Regions from separate parts of the Mus musculus genome. Here region 1 is linked to region 2. A link is a contact called in public ChIA-PET data. All regions are on one chromosome and are shown on one strand. Each heading gives the region's core, a stretch centred on a gene start, on an enhancer-like site or on the middle of the called end of the contact. The rest is flanking DNA. Distances are from core to core; before and after follow the strand shown.

What was found. ChIA-PET counts read pairs in DNA pulled down with a chosen protein or histone mark.
Region 1: an RNA polymerase II ChIA-PET map of memory CD8 T cells shows a contact between it and region 2, with 8 times the contacts expected there. The contact joins the promoter of Tmem159 here to the enhancer-like site in region 2. A contact is called at or near these places in 13 of 39 promoter capture datasets (the 3T3-L1 cell line, cancer-associated fibroblasts, cranial neural crest and 6 more), 1 of 15 datasets of contacts at CTCF or cohesin (the NIH/3T3 cell line), 92 of 484 Hi-C or Micro-C datasets (the 3T3-L1 cell line, the AtT-20 cell line, B cells and 49 more), 25 of 115 datasets of contacts at active chromatin or transcription factors (astrocytes, bone marrow-derived macrophages, effector CD8 T cells and 13 more) and 5 of 9 other capture datasets (adipose tissue, embryonic stem cells, liver and 2 more).

Annotation. Positions count from the first base shown.
Region 1 is chr7:120,100,842-120,105,501 of GRCm38.p6, forward strand. Tmem159 (transmembrane protein 159) reads left to right here and starts at 1,585. Exons shown (of 5, transcript NM_145586.1): 1 at 1,585-1,674; 2 at 3,789-3,988. The coding sequence starts at 3,893.
Region 2 is chr7:119,863,118-119,868,030 of GRCm38.p6, forward strand. The region is part of intron 1 of Dcun1d3 (DCN1, defective in cullin neddylation 1, domain containing 3 (S. cerevisiae)); the gene reads right to left. It also overlaps a transcript of Rexo5 not described here. Among named protein-coding and RNA genes, the nearest start is that of Dcun1d3, 30 kb to the right of the region's middle. Within about 2 kb of position 3,239, at least 19 of the 459 cell types and tissues checked have an H3K27ac peak or open chromatin away from gene starts, as enhancers often do. A contact at or near this core is called in liver, memory CD8 T cells, natural killer cells and 2 more, where this site is marked.

The sequences.
Region 1 (4,660 bases), core at 335-2,834, 240 kb after region 2:
TCCTGTCTTTCTTTGGAGATTACAGTTAAGTGATTGGATGAATCTCAGAAGAGACCTTGAACTTTGAACTTTTAACATGAGTCTGCTATAGACTATGAGGACTTTGAAAACTGGACTAAATGCATTTTTCATTATGCTATGTTTAAGTATGGCCCCCCATAGACTCATGTGTTTGAACAAGTCTATGGGGGTCAGGGAGTGGAATGTGATGGTTTGTATATTCTTGGACCAGGGAGTGGCACCATTTGGAGAGGTGGCCTTGTTGGAATGGTGTGTCACTGTGGGTGTGGGCTTAAGATCCTCACCCTAGTTGCCTGGAAGTCAGTCTTCCATTAGCAGCCTTTGGATGAAGTCATAGAACTCTCAGCTCTGCCTGTGCCATGCCTGCCTAAATGCTGCCATGCTCCTACCTTGATAATGTACTGAACCTCTGAACCTGTAAGCCAGCCCCAGCTAAATGTTGTTTTTTGTAAGACTTGCCTGGGTCATGGTGTCTGTTCACAACAGTAAAACCCTGACTAAGACAGACCTGTTTAGTAGCAGACAAGTACCTGGGCTTGCCCTTCTCCCCATTTAATGGGTAAAGAAGACGTGGCTCAGAAAGGTAATTTCAGCACACAGTCACACAGTCGTAGCCAGACTTGGGCCCTGAGATGGGGCCTCCACAGCCCCAGCCTGTAGTTTTCTGCTCTAAGCTCAAAGACAGTGCTTCTGACCTTGCCACATCCCCAACCCCTGGGAAGCATTTTAAGTTATCACAGCTGGGAGGGGCTGTTAATGTGTTTGTTTTTATTTCGTGGGTGGAGCCCAGGAATGTTACCAAGCAGCCCACAGTGCTCACAGGACATCTCAGAAACAGATTCATCCCATCTTAAATGCCAGTATTGACATTGAGTAACGAACGAGGCACCTCAGACTTGGAACCAGCAAACATGGGTGTCTCTATCACGGGTCCTTGAGACGAGGATTTGAGTTTATTTGTGAACTTAATCCTTCTAGCTCTTCCTTCGTTTTTGTCTTCAAAACTGTAAAACGGAGATAATCCATCTCTAAGATTCTCTAACTGCTAACACTTGCATTTGCGTAATGACTAGGACCTTCCAGTACAGGAGGTACCTAACTGATTGACTGGTATGACTTGAACTCTGGGGGCAAATCCAGAACTAGTTCTGTCTCTAAAACCCCTTCTTTGGTTGCCAGTTCTCCTAAGATGTGGCCCCAGAACTTTCACTCCAAGCCACTGCTGTAGGAAGAGACTGTCTCCAAGCGCTCATTTACTCGTTAGTCATCCTCTAGAATCCAGAAGTTTGTGGGGGTTGTTCCTAGAGTGTGTAGGAAGAAGAAGCAGGGTGGCCTAGCAAAGGTGGCAGCCGCGCGGCTAGCCATCTAGATACCGGATCCTTCCCAGTCGGGCTGGGTAGGCAGGGCGGGGACCCAAGCCTGGACAGATGGTCAGCGTCAGAGCTCAGCAAGGAAGAGTCGAGGGGCGGAGCCTCTGCGAGGGGCGGGGCAGAAAGGGCGGGGCTTCGGCCTTAGAGGAAGAGCGCTTGCTGGTGAGGAGGAGGAGGTCCAGCTTTCACCCCTAATCAGGCCTGCGTCCCTTCTTGTCTTCCTTCCACTTCGCTTTGCGCCCTCTGTGGCTGCAGGGCGGGGTTTCGCGGCAGCCAGCACCAGGTGAGAGCAAAGATGGGGTGTGGAGTAGAGGACCCCGGCTGGCTGAAGCCTCCCAGCTCGGCCTGGGAAGCGGAGGAGTTCAGGGGCGGTCGCGGGAGAAAAGCACTAGCTTCCTTCGCCTGTTGTTGCCGTCGGCTTCTGGGTTGGTGATGAACTTTGTCGCCTGGAGTTGCTGGGCGCGGGTAGGAGCTCATGGGGAGATCTCATCCACCATTTCCAGCCATCCCGTGCTTACCCACTAGTAGCTAGATTGGGGGCCGGAGGTGGGGGACGTGCGGGGAAGGCCACCAATGCCAACCCACGCAGAGGTCCTACTTCCTCTTGGGAAACGTGCATGGGAAGATGTAAATAAAGTCTTGTCTCGGCGTCCGCACCTTTTCCCTAGGATTGGTCAACAAGGGTGCTATTCGCCACAGCAGGAGGGAGCTACAGGTGTCAAAGGTGGGTTTGCCCCAGATGATCAGTGACGAGATGCCCAATTCCCCTGAGTTCGGATCTCCTAGTTTCTATGCCCCGTAGTCGTGATCAGACCCCCATCTGCATCACACCGGTTTCCTCCATGGATCCCTAGCCTTAGAACAGAAAGTCTCAACCCTCATCGGAAATGGGGACCAGGATAGATTCCCAGGCGCCCCGAAGGCCTGCCCCCATCTGGGGATTCGACCGGACCCGCAGCTGGAACGTTCGCGGTGGCGGTTTGCTTGCAAGACGCGAGAGTCCGGAGGCAAAGCTTTATTTGGAATCTTAGAAGGGGCGGAGCACGATCTTAGAGAACCTGGTTAGGCCCCCTAAAACGGAGAGTAGGCGGGGCACCTCTAGGCTGGTTGGGGTGGTGCCTTCCCACCTTCCCTGTGATGCTGCTCTGAAGAGGACCCTAGAAGGAGTAGATGGTCAGAAAATTGGTGGCTAGGTAGATGAGTGTGCCTGACTGCGGTCCTCCTCCGCATTCTTCCTACCCTAGCTTTCAGCAGACTCCCCAGACCGGTTCCGTGGCATTTGCATGTTTCCCAGGCCAAAGACGAGTTGTAATGGTGTATTTTGACTTGTAGCCCGCTGTAGAAATGTGATTAGGTAAACTGAAGCCTGGGGCCATCTAAATTCAGCACTAACTCGGAGCTGCTGCTTTAACAACATAAATAATGGTGCTGACGTTGGTTCTCCCCTGACCAAGGGGAGAGAATCTTTAGCTGGTGTGATGGAGGTGTGCATACTAGGCTCTGTAGTGTAGACACTGGTAAGGTGTGTTTGCACATAATGGGCAAGTGGTATATTCAGTCATTTGGGGCACTGTGATAGAATCTACTGAGCGCAGGTTTATAAGAACACTAGGTTAGCTGCAAGGAGATCCTATGCTTTCCAACCCAGAAAGGTGTTCTAGGAGACATGAAATAAGAATAATATATTAATATAGAATAATATTTTTATTTGAAAACTCAGCCGGGGTTAAAAGCATATCTAATTTGATTCATTGCCATAATGAAAAATGCATAAACGACGTGAGAAAGGGACTGTCTTATACATTCCAGGCTGTTGTTGAATCACAGAAAATAATTGTGCCAAGGCCTCGGGGACAGGTCTTGTTAGTGAAGACCTCACCACACATAAATAAAGTGTGGCATTGTACAAGGTTCTTGGGAGCCAAAGAAAGAAGAAAAAGCACCCCAAGCCCCTGTTGTCAGAGCAAAGGAAGCCTGGAGTGGTAGGGTAGCGAGAAGGGGGAGGGGTGAGATTGAATAGTACAGTACAATCAGTTTTCTTGTTTGGCATAAGTTCTCGGAGAATAGCCTTTCTGGATCTTTTTCTACACCGTGTGTGTGTGTGTATAAAACAGTGAAGTGTTCATAATAAATAATAAATGGATTTAGCTTTTTCCTCCTATCTTGCTGGTCTTTTTATGTAACAAACAGGAATATGATATACATCCTATGAGTATTTTTCACATATCTATCTTATTTAGGTTCATAAAAAATAAATTGCTGGGTCAAAGTATGTGCAGCTTAAATTGATAAATATTGTCAAATTATATTCATCTGCATGCCTGCTGTTAATGTATTGGGGATGGTCCGAGCTCCTTGGAGATTGCTAATAATTATTTTTTTTTTTGTTTCCTTCAGCGATAGCAAGAGACGGGGGGACATGAGAGATTGGGCTACGTACTACAGTAATGCATTTCCTGGTAGAGAGTTTACTCTAGAGTGAGACTGACAGACATTTCAAGATGGCCAAAGAAGAGCCCCCGAGTGTCTCCAGAGACTTACAGGAGCTGCAAAGGAAGCTGGGTTTGCTGTTAGAGTCTTTCCTGAATAACTCAAAGGTCAGTGCCCAATGCCACATATAATGGGAAACCCTGAAAACACTGGTCTGAACAAGATTGGACACTGTTTCTTTCTCAAATAGAAATCTACAATAAGTCAGGAATCTTCCTCCTAGTACCCTACTATGTCTGAGTGTGACCTTCATATCCATGTTCATTGTGGCTGCTAGAGCATCAGCCGTCATAGTGACATTCAGGGCAGTAGGACAGCAGGTGAATGGGAAGGAAGATTGTTTTCAAGACACCTCCAAATTAAGGAAGATTCCTGGAAGTCACCGAGAATCACAGACCACTAGTTACATCCCATATGGTGCAGAATTTGGTTGGATAGTGGCCCCTTGTGGTCACTGCCATTCTTTGGCTGGATCTAAAGAAGCTATTCTTAGTCTATACAGCAGACACTATTCTTTTCTTTGAAATGCTTGACTCATTTGTTCCCCTAAGCAAAGAAGCCAGCCAGTGCCTCATTTACGGTCTGAGTTTTGTGTTCCACTAGAACTCCATCATCCAGCAGCAATGATTCTTGAGCCATGGGTGCACTCACATTTTCTGGTACCCAACCCGAACTGCAAAGAAGCAATGGGTTAATTTTAAGAATATATTTTAGTTAATATACCAAAAATTGTATCATTTCAGCATGCCATCATTATAAAAATTAATGGAAAAGAGAAT
Region 2 (4,913 bases), core at 1,989-4,488:
TTCCCAGGTGCCTTACTCCCTCTCACTGCCACCTGCTGACAGCCTTTGCACAATCTAGATATTCCAGTGCCAAGTTTACAAAAACAACACAATTATTAGTAATGAATACCACTTTCTATTTGCTATATTGTATATTGTTATAACAGCAGTATAGAAACATAGCTCTCTGAAATAATTATTGAGTTCCAGGAAACTAAATGGCAGCACACTGAGGTCAAGAAGCTACCTAGGAAGGGAGAAAACAGTGCAGTTATCAAGAGGTTGGGTGCATCACAGTGAAGGCATCTATTAACCAGACCTGTCTGCAGCTTATTCCACTGCGCCTCAGGACTCTTGAGTGGAGGAAATGAGATGGTCCATGCATCTGGTGCACAGAAGCAGTCAATGAAGGGTCCGCCTCTGTAATCATTATTATTACTGCTATCACACAGTCACTGACAGACCAAAGCTTCCTTTACCGAAGGAATTGTTCTTCAGTAGCCAGCCCAGCTCTATCAGGGCAAGTCAAATGTCTCAAGTGACAGCTCTCCTGCTTTAGCTCTGTGGCACAAATGAGTCAAACAGAGCCAAGAACAAAAGAGAGGTGGGAAAGGGGTGACTGAAAACCTCAGTAGGGGAGGGGGAACTACTCATGCACACATACAATAACTGGGGTACCTATTCTAAGCCTGCATACTCCTTTGAATATGTATTTACTGTCAGGAACTTTGTTCCACTTACAATGGGTCATCATAGTATCCAGCTTTTGTCCTCCAGCTGCTTCTGCCTCCTTCCCTCCTTTCTCTGCACGTCAGCCTCCAGACCCATCCTTCCTCTGTACCAGCCCTGGCTGCCATTCCTGAGGACAGGCTTCACTACCTGCCCAGCTCAACCCAGCCTCGGGCCTGAAGCAGACACTAGGCCCCAAGGGCAATCCTTATAGGCCCCAGGTCCCTGGAGGTGCTCTAGTTTCAGCTGCACCTATCTCTTTGGTAGTTCCATGAGGTGACAACCAGGCAAATCTGTCTTCAAGTGGCTTGCTCTTGGCTGTTCAGCCAAACCACTGTGGAGGACCAACCCTCACTGGAGCCTGATGTAAATGGAGACAGAAAAAATGGAGAGATAAGAGAACTACAAAGAAAACTTGAGAGCGACTCAGAAGGATACTAAGGTCTGGGGCTATAGCTGCAGTTTTATAACAAGCCTAAGAAGTAAATTGTTATAGGCTCTACAGATTTGGAAACCACACAACAGTATTACAAAATAAAACCAGCCTGCTAAGACTTCACTGAGATTTCACAGAAAGGTGGGTCTTGTTTGGGTTCTTAAATGACAATAAACAGGAAATGGAAGAAAAGAAAGCCAAAACGGTTGGTCCATGTATTAACATATAGTAATAGCTATATCTTGAAAATCATTACAGGGTGCTGGGGAGATTGGCTCATAGTAAAGTGTCAGCCACAAAAAGCATGAGGACTTCAGCTTGGGTCTCCAGCACCCATGTAAATACTGGGTGTGATAAGCCATGTCTATCTAATCCCAGTTCTGGGGCAGGTGGTGAAGACAGGGAAGGTTCCTGGGGCTTGCAGACTAGCCAGCCAAAGTGATAAGCTCTGGGCTCAGTGATAGACCTTATCTCAGAAAACACGGGGCAGAAAGACACCTGACATTGACCTTTGACCTTTACGCATGCACACTTACGATGCCCACACTTAATATGTATTGAGACTGATGTGAACTATCACACTTGGATCGTTACATCGCTATAAGTTAACTTTTTTTTTTTTCATTTTATAAAAGCAGGAAAATAATAAAATTCAGGGAGTTGGCTTAAAGTAACCAGTCTGACTCCACACTCTCTGATCTCTATCGCTGGCCTTGCTTACTCTTCTCTGCTATGATGTGTGTCAGGGCATGCCAGACCCCTTGGGAAGATAATGGTGCACCAAGAAGAAAATGTTCTTTATCAACACATAAATGTATTCCAAAGGGTGAATCTATATGCAGAGTAAATTCCAAGGACACCTTGGACTCTCATCCAGGACTTCCATAAGCAATGTATCCCTTCAACAAACCATTTGGCCTCTCTGAGTTTCTGTGACTCCAACATTAAAACAAGGGGTCTTCACTTGTCTTTTCAAAGTATAATATTCTGGGGCTACCTTCACATCATTGCCATTTAAAGGAAACTGCAGTTCTAATCTGGAACCCTCTGAAGACAAGAAAATTTCCTCCTGTTATAATGAATTGCTCCCTTGCTTCTTACAAGGAGAAAAACAAGTGACTCCAATCTGAACAATGGGTGATAGACACCACACCGTGGAGTTTACTGTCTTCCCTTTCCTTCCTCATTTTAGACCTTGACTGGAGGTAAGCAGTTGTGTCCCACTCCCCAAGCCCACACAACCCAGTAAGCAGCCCAGAGTAAGCTGGCTATTTGCTGTACCTAGTTAGGTCAACAAGCTTGCTCGGAGGAATGCTGTATTGGTGTTGATAGGGAGCCTGCCACCCCTTGTGAAACAGGCAAGTGCTATACCAAAAACAGGTCAACCAAGTGTCAGATCTGCCCCAAGACTGTCTTAAACCACCAACCCAATGTCCTTCTCCATGGTCAGTCTATTCTGCAGCAAGAAGCTACCAACACTGGCATTCCCACATAATAGCAATATGAAATTCATGTTTCCAACGTCCATCTAAACAGTTTGTAGAGCTGAGTCCATGTTCTTACTTCTTGTTGTTTTTGTTTGTTTGTTTGTTTTTTGTTTGTTTTCGAGACAGGGTTTCTCTGTGTAGCCCTGGCTGTCCTGGAACTCACTTTGTAGACCAGGCCGGCCTCTAACTCAGAAATCCGCCTGCCTCTGCCTCCCGAGTGCTGGGACTAAAGGCGTGCACCACCACACCCGGCTATGTTCTTACTTATCAAATACTAAAGACCAGGACCTGAGAACATGAAAGCCTCAGTTTTTCTACAGCAGCCAGAGGCTGAGCCAACCGTGCTGGCAGAAGCCATCCTCTAAGTCTTTAAACAAGACCACAGAGACTCCTAGTCCCACCTGGCAGCTTACAGGTTCTGAGTGGCCTTTTCAAAAAAGACTGCAAAGTGTGTCCTGTCCAATGGTAACAGCTTCTAGAAGCTTGCATACATCATGAGGAAAAACTGATAGCTTGCTCCTCTCACTGGGAACTTAGGCTGGAAGATCACCTTCAGAGAGTAGATCTTGCCAGAGCTACTTAGTGGGGAAAGCAGTTTCCTCTGCCAAAACAAACAAGACCCGTCTGTTTCTATGCCCATGCTTTTAACAGTGTCTTTGTCCTAAAATGCCCTATACTAGCAAGCAAAAACTGCAGGTCCAGTTAGAGCTGGGTAAGACTTGCTATACCAAACAATCTCAAAAATGCAAAAGGAAAGAGGCATGAAGGAAGGAAAGATACAATATTTTAAAAAGGAAATATGTGCAGTAATTATATTTCTAGGAAATAACCTTGAGTCACATGACCAACACCTTCCAACTTGACCCAAGACCGTTTCTTTACTTTCATTATTGTCACTGGTCCTTAGGTGTCACACCTTAAACACAATCACATCCTGTATAATGACGTTTCTATCAGTAATGGACTATAATCACGATGGTGGTCCCATAAGATTATTATGTAGTTCTTAGTGCCACCACAGCCACCCCAATGCTGTGGAGAAAGTGTTCACTTGTTCATGAAGATGCTTACACAGATGAACACCCTATACTGCCAGATGTATAAAGTACACACAGCATATATACTTATGTACCGACTATAATATTTTAACACAGTTACATTGTGGCTACATACTGTCGATGTTACTTCTCTGTTGTTAAAAGGTTGCTGTGTGACTCTGGCAGCAAGTTCATACATATCACATGTAATATGTCCCCAGACTAAATCAAGATATGAAGTGAATGACACTAGCGGCATCCACACAATAACAAACGCATTCAGAATCCATCCCCTAAGTCAATGACTAGATACTCATGAGACAATATATATAATTAAGGCCTGAGGAGTGAAACCAATGCAGCTGGCTAGTCTGAGGGATACTTGTCAAATAATACAAGCATGCCAACACAGGTGCATACCATATACACAAAGTAATGAAGCATTTTGGTCTCTAGGTTTTAGAACTGAGTTGCATGTTTACCCAAAATAACCCAAAACTGTGCCTTCTCATATCACTGGTCCACAGTCCAATTTTTTGCTTTTTCCCCCATCACAACTATTTTAAAGTAAGTCTGACTACCTACACATGTGCAAAGGGGGCATGCTTAGGAGGGCAGTGGATTTCTGGGTTGGCCACTGTGTTAGTTGCTTTTCTAATTGATGTTACCGACAGAAGGAACTTAATGGGATGAAAGATTTATGTCGGCTGTTCCAGAAGATACAGTCAGTCCACCACTGCAGCAGGATGTGCGTAGGCAGCTCCTCACAAAACGGCAGATGAGGGAGCAGAGAAGTTAGCCTGGGATCTGGAGCACACATCACCTTAAATCCTCACTCCCAGAGACCACCTCCTGCTGGCAAGGCCACGGTCCCAAATGTTCTATAGCTTCCCTAGTCACCTAGTGGGCACCAAATATTCAAACACATGAACCTGAACACTTCAGATTCAAATTGTCACTCCTTTGTCTCTCTCAGTTTCCCAAGGCATTCCTTGTTTAAAGGCAGAACTTTGTCTTGAGTTTGTACGCCCTGGAACTATAATAAAAAAATGGCCTGCCTGCTACACTACCTCTATGTGTACAGGCTGTTTGCTTCCTTGGGATGGTAGCTCAGTAGACCTCTCTGAAAGCGAACTGCTGATTATACATTAATTCCCTGCTTCTAGGTAGCATATGGGTATCTGCCACTGAGGAATTTAGCTGATTATAGCTAATTAGTCCTCAAACATCTGGTTAACACATGGA